Regions from separate parts of the Zea mays genome. Here region 1 is linked to region 2. The links are chromatin contacts, called in public Hi-C maps. All regions are on one chromosome and are shown on one strand. Each heading gives the region's core, a stretch centred on a gene start, on an enhancer-like site or on the middle of the called end of the contact. The rest is flanking DNA. Distances are from core to core; before and after follow the strand shown. Region 1 has its middle 93 kb from the start of LOC100284013. Region 2 holds the start of LOC100272553 (UDP-glucuronic acid decarboxylase 4).

Region 1 (3,923 bases), core at 1,198-3,697, 110 kb before region 2:
CTGCTGCACTTGCAACTTCCTTTAAAGAAGCTCAGAAGTACTCATCTTTTTCTATCTTTCCCTTATTCTATGTCGCTTAAACTTATTCATGTTTTCAGTTATGAAAATATCTTTATATTTGTTTCGTTTTCTTATGGGAACAACTATATTTCCAGATCTTTATATTTGGTATATATTATTCTTATGACAGTCATTGATTACGGTGGATAGTACTTTCATTAGGTATGTTCTTGCATCTTTTTTCCTCATGTTACATGCCTGGGCTGTTGAAAATACAAGATCATTTCATGTTCTATTTGTTATCCTTACCTGGTTCACATGTTAGAACCCACTTCAAGTAACTGTTATAAATGATATTACTATATAATTATGTGATGCAAATTCCTTTTATTAGCTTATTATTTATGCTATATAAAAATTAGTATAATAATATATATCATACGATATTTTACATTATAATTTTGGTATTTTTTTGTCTCCCTATGTTGTAATTCTGGCTCCGTCTTTGGCACCCGTGCGTAGAAAAAGCTGGCGGTGAAGGCGTTGGAGACGTGACTTTTTTATTTGTGGGCTTGTGCTCGCACAGGAAAATGGCGAGCAAAGTGTTTTCGCCATGGCTACATGATCTAAGAATGATGGTTGTGCCTACTGAACAAAGAAGAAGATACCTTCAAAAGTATCGTATTTGTGACTGTGTACCGTCGCAACGCACGGACATATATCTAGTAAACAAATTGAAGACGATAAGCTTCAAGGGACGGCACAAACCTGAGCCGAGGCCCGTCAACGCATTTGGCCGAGCACTTTGCGATGCGAGCACGGTAGTTTGCCACCCGCAACCGTGCCACGCCAGTGCGGGGTCTGCCTCGACGAGACTGGGCCAGCCAGATTCAGACGAAGAAAAAAAACGACTGGAAACTCCACTCCGTGAGGCCTTGTTCGTTTCCGTCGGATTGCACTCGGAATCGTTCCAGCTAATCAAAGTTTATATAAATTAGAGAAGGAATCCGGTCAGGAATCGTTCCGACCCACCAATCCGACAGAAACGAACAAGGCCTGAGCGGTGAGTCCGTCTGAACACGGACGGCGAAGAGACAGACAGTTAGAAAGGATAGAGCACCAGCATGAGCTGGCTGTGATGGCCAGTGCTTTGACCAAAGCAACGTGCGTGTTAGTAGCAGGGCCACGCACGCAAGTCGGATCTGGGCTGCCTGTCTGTCGTGCAACATGCGTCATGTGCTGATTGCTAATTCCTGCTGCCGTGCCGTTCGATACTTTCCAATGCATTCACGGCGAGTCGGTTTCCTTTCCTTTTCCTGTGTGTGTGACCGACTCTGGCTGGTTGTGGGTTGGTGAGTGATACGCCCCCGCGCCTCAGGGCAGATATACTGCGCACGACTTTCAGCCTGTTCAGTGCCGTTTTAATCCAAAAACATAAACATAAGTACGGTCCGATAATGTAGACCGAGTTAGCATCCCTCGAAGACGGCCTGGGCTGGACCTCAAGTTTGGCCCGTTAGGCTCCTGACATGGCTTAGGCCCGCACAGATGGACCGGGCTTAGGCCTGCACGATCCAACGAAGTCCATGTTATTTAATTTCTTTAATTTCGTAAGCTAAGGACTTTATACTGTTGTGATATTTGAACTTTACGTGGTCAAACAATGCTAGGATTGTTTGATATCTTTGATTTAGTAAGCTATGAACTTTATGTGGCTGTAATATTTTGATTTTATGTGGTCATTATATATGGATCAGGCGTGAATCGGTACGGTCCAACAAAGATACGGCGTGGTTTAGAGCCGAACAGGGCCACTGTTTTATACTTCGGGTTGGCACAATAAAGCCTAAATGCTCTTTTTTTTCTTTTTTTAGCCCGAACCCCGTTTGGCACGTTGTAGTATGTGTATACACGAGGCCCTATGGGCATGTTTGATTCAACTTTTTTCTGACCAGTTTTTTTGAGAATCTAGATGTGAAGAAAATCTGGCTGTGAGAAAAATCTAAATATCGTGGGGATTATGTGCGGGGAAGATGAAGTGATTCAAAGAGTTCAGGATATAGAAAGCGACGGTTTCCTACTATCATGATAAGTCGACTAATTTTATATTCATGTTAGTTTTGGTTTTTACCAAAAACGATTCTTATAGAAACGGGCTAAAAAGCTGGAACCGTTTAGCGGTCCGTAATAGCTTACGGTGGCCCGCAGCTGAAAAATGACCAAACAAATAGAGCCTGTATGCTGTGCCATACACGAGAGGCGGCCTAACCTTACCGCCTAATAACATGGAAGAAGCACGCACGCACGAACTTTCTCCGGCTACTGTTACAGCTGAAGCTGACAGCTCTCTTGTCCCGTCCCGGCCGGCTTCCCTTGGGCCAGTCCGTGTGGCGTGCAGGGGGAGGGGGGTGCGTGTTCACAAGTCAAAGACTGCGCTATCGGCAACCGAACAGTAGGAGCACGACGCTCACCAAACCAAACTGATGGGGACAACGACGATGGGTGGGTACTGTACTACTGTGTCCCGGCTGAAACCGAAACTGAAACGGTTGTGTGTGTGGTGGCCAGAGGCCTGGTTTGGCACCGACTACTTGGATCGATCCCCCCACGCCTGGCATGTGCCGCGGCAGGTGCTTTATTACACGCTTACTAGTACTACTGCGTGTCCGCATACATGGATTAATTAAACTAACGATGGCAGATCCGAGAAGATGTATCAACTGTCGGTGTGCTAGCGATCGAGTCGACCTGCCCCTGCTAACACTACCGCTGGCACAATACTCGTCTACAGTAGATGCTATTAACATTTATTTTTTTCCCACGTAAGGGCTTGTTCGGTTATTCCCAATACACATGGATTGGATGGGATTGGAAAAAATTGAGAAGAGATTTGACTTGTTTGGGATTCAAACCCATCCAATCCTACTCAATCCACATGGATTGAGAGCTAACCGAACAAGCCCTAAATATATTCATAACTAATTTCGTTCGTGGTATTCATTTCGTGTCATAACTAAATATCAGCCGTAGTTTTTTTCTTTCTATACGATTTTGATCATTCGCATCGTTTGACTACTTAAAAAGCGAGAATCACGTACGTGCTTGTGTGGAAGGAGGAAGTACGTACGTGCTCTTTTTTTTAGTAATAGAGAAATATAAGCAATCCTTTTTTTGGATAGTAATTAGTTGATTTATTAGCAAATCCTTTTAGGCCTACCGCCCTATTTGAAACATCTAGAGCTAATAGTTAGATACTAAAATTTACTTGTGAAATTTCAACCCCCCTAACAATCAGTTTATTAGCAAACTTTAATTGAGCTAACAATTTATTAGATGTCTAGCTATTACCTTTAGAGGTTCTAAACACATCCTAATGCTGTTTTTAGCGGTTAATTTGTAGTGCTAACAAGGGTCCACGTGGTGACACGAGATGCCCATGCCAGTCTTGTTGCCTAGATACTATGTTGCGGTTCTCCAAACACTATACACACCTAAGAAACTCGTTCATACAACCCAATATATCTAAACTAAGAACCCCTCAAGATACAACTCATTTATGTGGGTTGTATGGGTGGAATCATATCTTAGATACAAAGAACCGTGTTGTAGATAGTCCTTCGCTAAGATACGTCTCTTGTGATTGTTTGCACCTACCCCCTAGATACTTCTTAACATACATGTTATTTATGTGGGTTGTACATGCCCTGAGGGTGTCGACGTTTCGACCCCGGGGGGTCCCTGGACCGACGAGTAAATTGTCGCTGTGTGTCTCAGTCCAAATGGGTCGGCGCGAGACGGAACACAAGGGGGAAACAATAAGGGGAATCGCGGCCTCGTGTTGTCCTGCGCCCAGGGCGGATGCGCTTGCAGTAGAGGTTACAAGCGTTTGCGAGGGAGAGAGAGGGAGCCTGTGCGTCAGCCCG
Region 2 (3,803 bases), core at 721-3,220:
TGTTCGTTGAGGGTGGAATTGATGGAGGCCGGCGTTTCTTCAGATGTCCTTATGCATATGTACAAATTAATTTCTAGTCCTTTTTTCTAAATACATGGTGGAACTAACTATAAACATTTATGCAGCATTCATTGGTCAAGGAGAATTGTGGGTTCACTCGTTGGGTAGATCCTCGTCCAATTTTTCCTCATGCGGAATACATATCCTACCTACAGAATAGGATATTTGATCTAGAGAGAGAAGTAAGCAACAAAAATGATGAGGAAGAAAGAGACACAAACAATGGTGGTGCTTCACAGGTGCAAGTATGCCCAGATCCATATTGTTGCTGCCCTTGTCACAACAAGAATGTTGGTCCTCCGTCGTCTCCACCGCACCCACAGCAGACACCAACAATGGGAGGATACTATGGGGAAGGCTCAACTCAATTTGGAATGTGGGAGCACTACTAGAAAACTCTTATGTATCAATTGCTTTTAGCGTGTTGGTTATCTATTTCAATTGCTTCAAGTCGCCTTCAAGAATTGCTTTAAATCTACTTTTCATCAATTATGTATTTATGTAATTTTTCATCAATTTGAAGGTAATTCATTACGAAATATCATTGTTCGACAATACATATTACCGAATAATAAGTTCATTATTACATAACTTCAAATAAAACACCAATACTACTGAGTACAACGGGGCCATTTGCCTTTGCGAAATGCATCAGGGTTCTCCTCCATTGCTTCCTTTGCACGACGTGCACGCTCAAGCTTCTTCTCCTTATCTTCCCTGCATTCAGCAACACGCCTCATTTTCTCTTCGTCTTCACGTTGTTGCTCGGCAGCAAGCTCCTCTCGTCTTTTTTTCATCCTCTCTTTGTCCTCTGCATCCCACTTTTGAAGATTCTCCAGCCACTTCTTATCTTTCTCTGATATTTCGGTGTCAATCCACTGCTCAAAATCACATAGCGGTGGAGGAGTCTACAAAATGTGCAATTATTAGTACGCAAAAAAACATTTACAAAAACATTCACAAATGTAAACATATTACAAGACTATTCTCACCATTAAATTCATCCGACGTTGAACAACAGTTGGCTCAAATGCAAAGTTAGCACACATCCAATACCTCTGTCGATAGGTGTCATGATCTTCAGACTTATCGACCTTACAAGGATCACCACAAAAACACATAGGCACTGGAACACCACTTGGCAAAGGCAGCGGGTCGAAGGCAGTTCCGGTCAAAGGACCCTTCCTAAATTTCCATAAACTCTATAACAATCAGAAATATAATAGACTCACAAAATAAGAGGCAAATCCAAAACTTACCTTTGTTTAGCATATTTACCACGCCTAGACATCTCTAGTTTAGAAGAATTGAAATGAGCACAGCAACAAGCCAGACGTAGGGTACTATTTATAGGAACGTACCTCGGCGCCATAGATCTTGGCGCCGAGGTAGGCGTCGTTGACCGGGCGCCTACCTCGGCGCCAAGATCTATGGCGCCGAGGTACGTGCCACGTCAATCCAGATCACACCGGCGTCTGACGTATAAGCGCCAATAGTATTGGCGCCGGCACACACATGCTCGGCGCCAATGATGACGGCGCCGAGCTAAGGGTCCATTTTTTGAAATGAAACTGCCAGAGGCATAAATGTGGGAAAAAAACCCGAAAAGGGCCAAATTGCAAAAAAGTTGGAGCCCGTGGGCAGTGGCCAACTGGCCACTGGCCACCCACCCCCGGCCTCCTCCGGGTCGCACACCTGTCCCGGCGGCCGCCCATGCGCACCAGATCACACTCCTGTCCAGGGAGCTCGGCCAGCCCGCCCCCACCGCGCCACAGAAAACTCGATCCCCCGCCGTCCACCCCGCATCCAAGGGCCACGACCCCGCATCTCTCCCCCGGCGAGCCACCGCTCCCCCGCCCATAAATACCTCTCTGCTCCAGCCGCTGCCGCTGCCACCCCCGCGAGACCTGTCCGAATCGCGTCCAGGTCCCTCGCTGGGAGTTTCGCCGAGGGCCCTCCCGCCTCCCCCCTAGATTCACGACGGAGATGGCGTCCGAGCTCACCTACCGCGGCGGCGGGGCGTTCACGGCCGCCAGCGCCGGCGCCGGGGGCTACTCCCCGAAGCCGTCTAAGCCGCTTGCGTGGCTGCCCCGCGCGGCCCGCTACGCCGTCGCCGAGAACCGCCCGCTCTTCGCGCTCGCCGGGATGCTCATCGCCGCCGCCGTCATCTCCATCGCCTCCCCGTCCGCCTCCTCCTCCTCCTCCGCCGCCTCGTCCTACTCCAACAACAACCCGCTCGCCCGTTTCTCCGTCGAGCCCGCCCACCACCGCGACGTGGCCACGCGGCACTTCGTCGGCGGCAAGGTGCCGCTGGGCCTCAAGAGGAAGGTGCTCCGCGTCCTCGTCACCGGCGGCGCCGGCTTCGTCGGCAGCCACCTGGTGGACCGCCTCCTGCAGCGCGGAGACAGTGTCATCGTCGTCGACAACTTCTTCACCGGCCGCAAGGACAACGTCCTGCACCACCTCGGCGACCCCAACTTCGAGATGATACGCCACGACGTCGTCGAGCCCATCCTGCTCGAGGTCGACCAGATCTACCACCTCGCCTGCCCCGCGTCCCCCGTCCACTACAAATACAACCCCATCAAAACAATCATATCCTTTCTCTACGAATTCCTTCAGTTCTGTTGCGTTCTTTTCCTTTCCTCCATGACTGATTCATGATTGATGCCTGGATCGCGATCGGTTCTATTTTTCTTCTTTTGGTGCCAAACAAAATGTTTTATATTGTTATAGGGATGGATTTGGTTTCTATTGCATTTTGGTGGGGAATTTGTTCCTTTCTCCAGGTTTATCGGTTAACACGCAATGCTTCTGGGAGGATGAGGCCCGATTCACTACTCCCTGAGATTCCGGGTCGGTCCATGAAATGGGAATATGGCACAGTAGGAGAATTTTGTCCGGAGCTCGAGATTTGCGCCACGTTTCACTCTGATTTTGGAGTTTTCTGCTCAACTGATGCAAAGCACAGCCACCAGGTCGGCCGTTTCAGATCTCTGTCTGCTAGGCTGCCCTTTGCTCAAGGGCAATCCCTCCTTTTCATTTAACGCAAAAGAAATTTCTTCTGTTTATTTGCATCTATGAAATCTGGCGTCAAATGTTCAGTTGAACTCAAATTCTCGAGATTCAACTGAAGATCTCAAATCATCGCATCATTTCCCTGTCGAAACCATTTGTATTTCTCAGAAAAAAACTTTTTTTTTATGTTTCTGAATGCTGACTTAAGTTTCCCGTGCGTTTGGAATAGAGAAAACGTACTAGCAACAGTTAAAGCCGAGATATGAACTCAATTGTTCCTTACTGTTTTACTTTGCTTCATGATCTGTTCATGGGAGCGAAAAGTAAGCGCAAGGTGTGCCTGGATCTGGGTCAGTGGTGGACTTTGCTTACTTCTGAGTTCTGACATAAAGGGCGCATTTCAATTTTCAACAACACAAAAGTTGACGTCAAGTGGCCTTTGCCCTTTCCACTTTCGAAACAACTTTGCTTACTGTTCACTTCACGTGATTTCTTTATGCTTTACTTGTTTTGCAACTGATTGGGGAGTAGCAATGTGACGAAGTCAAAAGGGTGGCTAATTCATTTAGTTTCTGCTTGTTTTGCTTTCTTGAGATGGTTTGTAGCCTTAACCTTTGTGATAGCACAAGACCAATGTGGTTGGGACTCTGAACATGCTTGGATTGGCAAAGAGGATCAATGCTAGGTTCCTCCTCACCAGTACCAGTGAGGTCTATGGTGATCCC

The links. A called contact is a pair of places that touch in the nucleus more often than the background predicts.
Region 1: a contact with region 2 is called in a Hi-C map of bundle sheath, with 3 times the contacts expected there. The contact joins the enhancer-like site here to the promoter of LOC100272553 in region 2. A contact is called at or near these places in 4 of 25 Hi-C or Micro-C datasets (bundle sheath, ear, endosperm and 1 more).

Annotation. Positions count from the first base shown.
Region 1 is chr8:88,955,880-88,959,802 of Zm-B73-REFERENCE-NAM-5.0, reverse strand. No RefSeq gene overlaps it. Among protein-coding and RNA genes, the nearest start is that of LOC100284013, 93 kb to the left of the region's middle. Within about 2 kb of position 2,447, at least 19 of the 20 cell types and tissues checked have an H3K27ac peak or open chromatin away from gene starts, as enhancers often do. A contact at or near this core is called in bundle sheath, ear, endosperm and 1 more, where this site is marked.
Region 2 is chr8:88,849,857-88,853,659 of Zm-B73-REFERENCE-NAM-5.0, reverse strand. It overlaps LOC100272553 (UDP-glucuronic acid decarboxylase 4), which reads left to right and starts at 1,970. Exons shown (of 6, transcript NM_001147020.2): 1 at 1,970-2,655; 2 at 3,705-3,803. The coding sequence starts at 2,047. LOC103635520 reads right to left here and starts at 1,626. Exons shown (of 3, transcript XM_008657951.4): 1 at 1,320-1,626; 2 at 1,053-1,245; 3 at 592-968. The coding sequence starts at 1,432. The coding sequence ends at 672. It overlaps LOC109941586 (a long non-coding RNA gene), which reads left to right. Exons shown (of 3, transcript XR_002264244.3): 2 at 1-59; 3 at 126-461.